2 separate regions of the Mus musculus genome follow, and region 1 is linked to region 2. Evidence: chromatin contacts called from public HiChIP or PLAC-seq data. All regions are on one chromosome and are shown on one strand. The core of a region is the stretch at or near the end of the contact, and the rest is flanking DNA. Distances in the headings are between cores, read along the strand shown.

Region 1 (3,420 bases), core at 776-3,275, 300 kb before region 2:
GATGTCGATGATAACATTCAGATGAGTACTGGGCTACAACCAGCAGAATGGGGAAGCTTTGTGACACCCTGGCTTAGGGCTGGGGTGGGAGCACTGGGCCAAGCCTGAAGACCCAGCTGGATCCCTGGGGACCCATGTGGTGTAGGGAGAGAAATGACTTTGCAAGCTATCTTCCGATTTTCATGGGTTAGCTGGGATATGCGTGCAACACACACACACACACACACACACACTCATGGGTATATACCCATGTACACACAGGCACATATACACACACTCATGGACACGTGCACACACACATAAATTCAACGGTAAGTAAGGTCTAGCCTGCTGACTGGGAAAGACAAGGAAGGTGGCACGAAGACTAAATGAGTGAGGCTCCTAGAAAGAGCTTTGACAGGAAGAAGACACACTGTCTGTACTGGGCCTTGTCAGCCACAGAGACAAGACGTTTGTCCATCTGTTACATGAGGAGAAGCTGGGTGAGGGGCACACAGCACATTAATTTCAAGTGCTTTCTGACCAAGCCACTGGTGCCTGGGCTCCATCTCCACTCCCCTACTGTCCTGTCCCTGGCAGTCCATTCACTCAGCCCTGCTTGGCATAAACAGCCCTTAAGGACCAATGCCTCAGCCCTCACCCCAGTCTTAAACACAGAAAGGGACAAGAGCTTGGAAATGCTTAGAAGGGGCTGTCCCCTCCCTGCATGTGGCCCTTACAGTGCAGCCAGGTGTCACCTCCACCTGTCTGTCCAGTTCCTTCACTGTTTCTGCTGGCTGAGCATTCATGAGGCCAGCAATGTGCAACAAAATCCCTGGACTGTTCCGATTCTGGGGCCCGCGTGCGCGCGCGCACACACACACACACACACACACACACACACACACACACACACACTCACACACACGTATGCATTCGTGAGTGTTCAGTACACACAGTCCCAGCTCTAGGACCCAGGCTCACCTCCCAAGAAGAGACCCTGGGGGATAGGAGGGAGGAAAGGGAGGGGTAGATATGGGAGTGGCAAGCCCCACCCATCTCTCACTGGTGGGGGAGGGGGGTCGGGAATTGTGCAGGCAGAGGCAGAAGCAGGAGCTGAACCCAATGACCCTCTAGAGGACTGCCACACAGCAGAAGGAGGCTGCAGGGAAGGGCTTCCTCTCAGGACACCCCGTTGCTGCTGCCTGGGAGATGAGCTAAGGGACCGCAGGTGCTCTGCCTGGTGGCTCAGTTCCCATGCTGGCTAAGCAGGCTATGTGCTTGGTGACAGAAGGCCTGCCCTGCCTGGGGTGGAGATAGCTGGGGGAGTCAGCATGCTAGGTCCCCCTTCATAAGCCCCAAATCAGAGCTTTCTCACTCTCTACCACCCTGGGGCTAGCTCCACTCTCTCTGGCTTACTAACCCTGTGGGCACTGACCCTTCTTATAAATACCCAAAGAACCGGATGCTACTGTCCCCATTTAACAGATGAGGAATTGGTAGCTCGAGGTCAAGTCTTAGTCACAGCACCATGTGCCTTCTGTGCACTGCTGGGTCAAGAACACAGCAGAAGCAAGCTGGCTCAGAGGCAGGCTCCAGAGTGCCGGAATCTCCTGTCATTCTGAGTCAGGAGCCCTCACACCGCCTGACTTCTGTGTGGCTGTAAGCCCTCAGCTCAGTCTGTCACAAGAGTCTGCCACAGAGCCCCTGCCACAAAGTCACCACGTCATAGCTGAGGTCACCACAGGCTCTAGTCTCTGAGTCTTCCTCTAGCCCTTCCTTCTGTCCCCTGTCCCCTCGCACCACCATGACGCTCAGGCCAGAGGCTCAGCCTGGGACTGGAGTGCCGCTGGCTCCTGGGAGGCTCACCGGCTCCCTGGGCTCCCCCTGGCGCTCCTTCCAAGAAGCCTTCCTGGGCTAGCACTACCCCACCCTGCTTACCTCAGTCCTGTCTCCAGATCTGCAAGGTCTGCTGCCGCCCTGGCCTCACCGCACCACCATACCCCAGGACTGTCCTCTGCTCTGCTGGCACGGTGCCCCTTAGTGAGTGTTCAACAGGCACTTGGTGAATGGATAAGCACTCGGACAGCCTTGGCCTGCAGCCCTCGCCAAGGGATACCATTTCCTCATGTCCCTGCCACTCACATCTGGTGCCCTTTAGAAGCTACCTCTACCAGCTCCTGGGTCAGGCTTCCATCAGACCCCGGCTCACCACCCCTCCCCCAATCTGGGGATGACACTCGTGTTCCCAAAGTTCTCAACGAAGTGCAGCTGCCTACCAGGCAGTAAGGTCCAAGAAGCATAGAGACACTGAAGCAGGTGTGCAGGGCAGGGCCTCCGGCAGGGACTGTGACTGCAGTGTGTGTGTCACTGCCTTTGGTCTGGAGGAGACTCTGCTGAGCCAGGACACTGATTGTAAAGTGCGCAAGCTCTGGGACCCCGAGACCACCACAGTTCTCACTCCCCAATCCCGTCCACCACAGGAGATCTTCAGGGCCTCCCTGCCCTATCCCTGAATTCTCTGAAGAGGCACAAAGTCAAACAGAAGGAGACTGACCGGGAAAGAGCACTGTTGTCTCTACTGAGACAGCCTGTGCCTTCCTCACCTCCTGCCCCCACCACTCTCCAGCTTCCACTCCTTCCCTGCCGACTGTGGAGGTGGGGGTGAGGGTTACAAGTGTCCCTGAGGCACAGGTTGTCCCATGCCTCTAATGAGTGGCTTGGGACCAGCGTGGAGGGGCCCTAAGAGAAAGTAGCTGGATGATGGTCCCCAGCTGCCCTATCAATCAGTAATCTGTGTGCTGACCCAGTGACCCAATTTTCTGGGCCAGCAACTCTGCAGTACTCGCTGCTTCCCATTTGCCAATCCAGGTCACCCCATGTCCTCAGGGTACCTGAGGCCAGGGTAGATTCACCCTAGTGGGTACCTGAGGTCAATCTCCAAAAACCAGAAAGAGCAGGTACCAAACAGGACAAAACGGCCCTTGTATTTCTAGTTAGTTCTCTGAGCATCCAGAAGCAGCACTCAATGAAAATAAAAGCTCTGGCAGCCAGAGAAAGAGAGCAGGAGCTCTTGCCTGAGCTGGGAAACAGGAAGTGAGGGGCCTCAGGTGGGCTGCCAGCCCGGCTCTCAGCAGCCCTTGACTCTGGGATGGGAGGGGTAATGTCCACCCCACCCCCAACCATAGATAGATGGAGAATGTTCTAGAATGCCATTTCACAAACAAGAAACGTAAATTATGTGAGGACTTGGGCTCACAAAAAAAAAAAAAAAAAAAAAAAAAAACAACAACAACAAAAACCCAAGCCTGGTGTAGTGCATGCCTGCTATTCCAGCTGAGGCTGAGGCAGGAAGACTGCTGCAAGTTCAAGGCCAGCCTGGGCTAGCTACATAGTGAGATCCAGCCTTCCCTAGGCAGGGGTGGGCATGCAGTTAGATGG
Region 2 (3,421 bases), core at 869-3,368:
AGAGGAGCCCAAGGAGAAGGACAGAGGCCCACAGTGGAAGGGCAGCATGGAGAGATGCAAGACGACATGGGGGTCCTGGCTGTGAGGTACACACCTTGGCATTGATATAAGGGTCAAAGGGGCCGTACTTTTTGAGTTCTCTGATCTCAAGAGCATTCTACAAAAAGGAGAGGAAAAGACAAAGTGGTGACAAAGCGGACGAAATATCTCAAAGCAATACTAGCCCTGGGGTCCAATGCTAGGACAACCCAGATCCGAGCTCGGGCAGCTGATGGAGCAAGCTAGCGAGAACAGCTCCAGGGAGGCTGTTGCATCCACACATCCTCTGCAGCCATTAGTGGCTTCAAAGCCAATGCAGTGCTCACGACTGCCTGGATCCAATGTGCTCTTCCAGGTTCTTTGGACAGCCTGCCCAGCCGCTGCCTGCAGTGTTCAAGCACTGGGCCACCACCTTCCTATCCTGGACTACTCCAGGCTAAAGGCAGTTGTGAACAAGACAAGCTAGCACACCCAAGTGGCTCAAAACCCCAAGCAGCCATGTCTCAAGGCAAAAGTGGGTGAAGACAGGGTTAGACATGATGGCTGAAATGGTTGAGGTAAGGATTTCAGCAGGTGGCCATTTTCCAACACTGAAGAGTATTAGTTCCAAGCAAGCTTCTCTGTGTGCTTTTTTCAGAGAGAAGGCTGCAGTTTCAATCAGGAGAATCACACTTAGGCTCTAGGAAGGCAAGTCTAAGACCACCGCCACCCCGGCACACAGGCATCCTCGCTGACAGTCTGAGCACCTGCTGCTCACCTACCTGGAAGCCCACCCGTGCAGGAATACAGGACTGACTGACCACTGCCTACACCCAGTCTCCAAATGGAGGCCTCTGGGACCCAGGTGGTTTCCCTCTGGTAGCTCAGTGGAAACCTGTGTGGGCCTTGCTAGTGAGTAGACTTGCCAGGTGGTGTCCCAAGTTCTGAGGATGAACCTCATCTACTCTACAGAGAGGAACAGCCCCCTGGGGCTGTGTCCTGAGGGGGACAGCCCTGCACTCACTCAGGAGCAGCTTAGTGCAGCCAAAGCAGCAGGGCCAAAGCCGGATATGGACATCCTAGGAGACTTTGTCACTGAACATGTCTCCAGGGAACAGAGAGGCTATCCAAGAGCACTCAACTGCAGAGGCCTTGTGAGGTTTGGGGCGGTTCTCTTCTCTCCTTTTTAGCACATGCTTGCCCTCAGAGTGGTGTTGGAGGACACAGGAAGTGATCTCCATACCACTGGATCACTCTGACCTGCATCTGGAGGATTTTTTTCAGCATCAGGACAAATTCTTTCAGTTCTGCGCATTGTGATGTCTGTAAAGTAACAGGATTGCTCACACAGCACTGACTAATGCTGGCAAGCTGTGCTCACTGCATGTTGATGGCATAAGCAGAAATTATAATTATGTAATCTCTCCTGTTTAAAACTCACTCTACATAATTTCAAAAGATTTGCATCAACTTTTATACTGTGAGTCTGTGTGTGTGTATGCATGTGTATGAAATTTTAGTACAAATCTTCATGAGTCAACTGCACAAAAATGTATCCTCCTGCTGGACAAGGTGGCGCATGCCTTTAATCCCAGCACTTGGGAGGCAGAGGCAGGTGGATCTGTTGGGTTCAAGGCCAGCCTGGTCTAAGAGTAAGTTCCAGGACAGCCAGGGCTGTACAGAGAAACTCTGTCTTGAAAACAAAAAACAGACAAACAAGATGCAGCCTCCAGAACACGGCCCCCCACTCCTCCTGATGAGGGAGGGAGGGTCATGTCTAGGGAGCAGAGGAACCCTAAGTGCATGAGGCCAGGGCGTGCACAGGGAGGACACTCTCACTCTCCCGACCTGTTCGTTGACTCTGGTGTGTGAGGGCCCTTGCTGGATGAGCAGACGTACTATCTGGGCGTCTCCTTTCCACGCTGCCAAGTGCAGCGGGTAGCAGCCTTTCGAGTCAGCAACGTTGGTCAGCGCGTCGTTCCTCAGAAGGACCTCGACCACATCCCTAGAAAGCAAAAGCCATCCATGAGCTCATGGGTCTTCCCATGTGTGTACCGCAAACTGCTTTCTGACCCCGCCTCTCGATGGCTAGCCTCCTCTGAGGTCACTGCCCGGGCTTCTCCCTCTAATGCCCACAGCTAGCATGTGGCTGCTAGGTGGCTGACTCACCGTGACCAGTGACTCACCTCCCTTTCTTGATAATCCATCTATGTCCTGTAACTTTGAAAATGTCTGGACCCCTTGTCTGAACTGTGCATTACTCCCCACCTTGGGATACTTATTTAGCATGCAGGGGTAGAATTTACATGAAGGCGGTTACACCAGACAGGTGATGTCCCTTCGCTACCTACTCCAATGCCTTGGATGTGGGAGCTAAAAGAGGACAGAGCAAAATCAATGTCACAGACGTCAGACACACAGAGAGTCAGACACACAGAGAGTCGACACTGCTAATGAGGCGGACACACACGTGTAATTATCCCCAGGCACACAAGCCAATGAAAAGCCGCCCCGTGGACACAGACAGGGCCTGGGGAGGAGCCTGGCTAACAAACTTAGAGTTGAGGGTTCATTAATTCAGACTTTCCCGACTACTAGAGAGGGTTCTCAATGTATTTTTTTTTCTTTGTGTGCATACACGCAGAAGCCAGAAGATAATCTTTGGAAGCCATTTCTCTACATCTACCATGTGGGTCTGAGGGATCAAACTCAGGTCACCTGGGACGCAGCCAGTGCTTTATCTGCTGACCCATCATCCTGGCCCTGGATGTTACCTTTAGGGTTGTTTTAGAAAAGACACAGTGTTCATGCTCCAAATTGAGAAAAGGTCAACGCTGGAGCAAGCTCTCACGGTGGACCCTGCATGGTGGGCCTTCAGCTTGACCACAAACTGGACAAGTAACAGAATCCTGCAAGGTGGGGTGGGCCCATTCCTTGCTCATTACAATGTAAAATGAGGGGTTCATGGCTCGGGCTTACTAGGCCACACCCATGCAGCTCTTCCCCTTTGGACTCTGCTTCCCACTCTGCACACTATTTTTCCTGTCCCCCTGGTTTCTGTTCTTCTGCATCTGGGCAAACCCACTTCGTGCCCCACGACTTCTGCCTGTGCTGCGCTGAGCCTCGGGCGTCAGTCCACTGATGACTCCCTGCTCCCCGGAGCCCAGTTTCTCCAGGAAGCTCTCACACCACCTTCCCACTCAAGTTCTGATGGCCTCCTCAGACTTAAGAGGCCTTCCATCTCCTGGGTTCACCAGGGTGGACACCGTGAGGTGCCAGTGTCTGTGTGCTCTGCTGTCCTGAGTGGGCCCATCACAGTCCCAGCATGGCTTGTGTGCTAGAGCCCTCCACAGGAAGGGCCTCCAGGAGAGAAGGTGAAATTCACTTCTGTCTAAGACTTCTC

Evidence for each region. HiChIP or PLAC-seq counts read pairs in DNA pulled down with a chosen protein or histone mark.
Region 1: a contact with region 2 is called in a FOXA1 HiChIP or PLAC-seq map of pancreatic cancer cells. The contact joins two enhancer-like sites. A contact is called at or near these places in 1 of 39 promoter capture datasets (pre-B cells) and 1 of 115 datasets of contacts at active chromatin or transcription factors (pancreatic cancer cells).

Annotation. Positions count from the first base shown.
Region 1 is chr17:28,278,821-28,282,240 of GRCm38.p6, reverse strand. All of the region lies in intron 2 of Ppard (peroxisome proliferator activator receptor delta), which reads right to left. Among named protein-coding and RNA genes, the nearest start is that of 1810013A23Rik, 8.8 kb to the right of the region's middle. Within about 2 kb of position 2,025, at least 96 of the 459 cell types and tissues checked have an H3K27ac peak or open chromatin away from gene starts, as enhancers often do. A contact at or near this core is called in pancreatic cancer cells, where this site is marked.
Region 2 is chr17:27,975,163-27,978,583 of GRCm38.p6, reverse strand. It overlaps Anks1 (ankyrin repeat and SAM domain containing 1), which reads right to left. Exons shown (of 25, transcript NM_181413.4): 3 at 1,867-2,023; 4 at 95-157. Among named protein-coding and RNA genes, the nearest start is that of Gm35290, 30 kb to the left of the region's middle. Within about 2 kb of position 2,118, at least 44 of the 459 cell types and tissues checked have an H3K27ac peak or open chromatin away from gene starts, as enhancers often do. A contact at or near this core is called in pancreatic cancer cells, where this site is marked.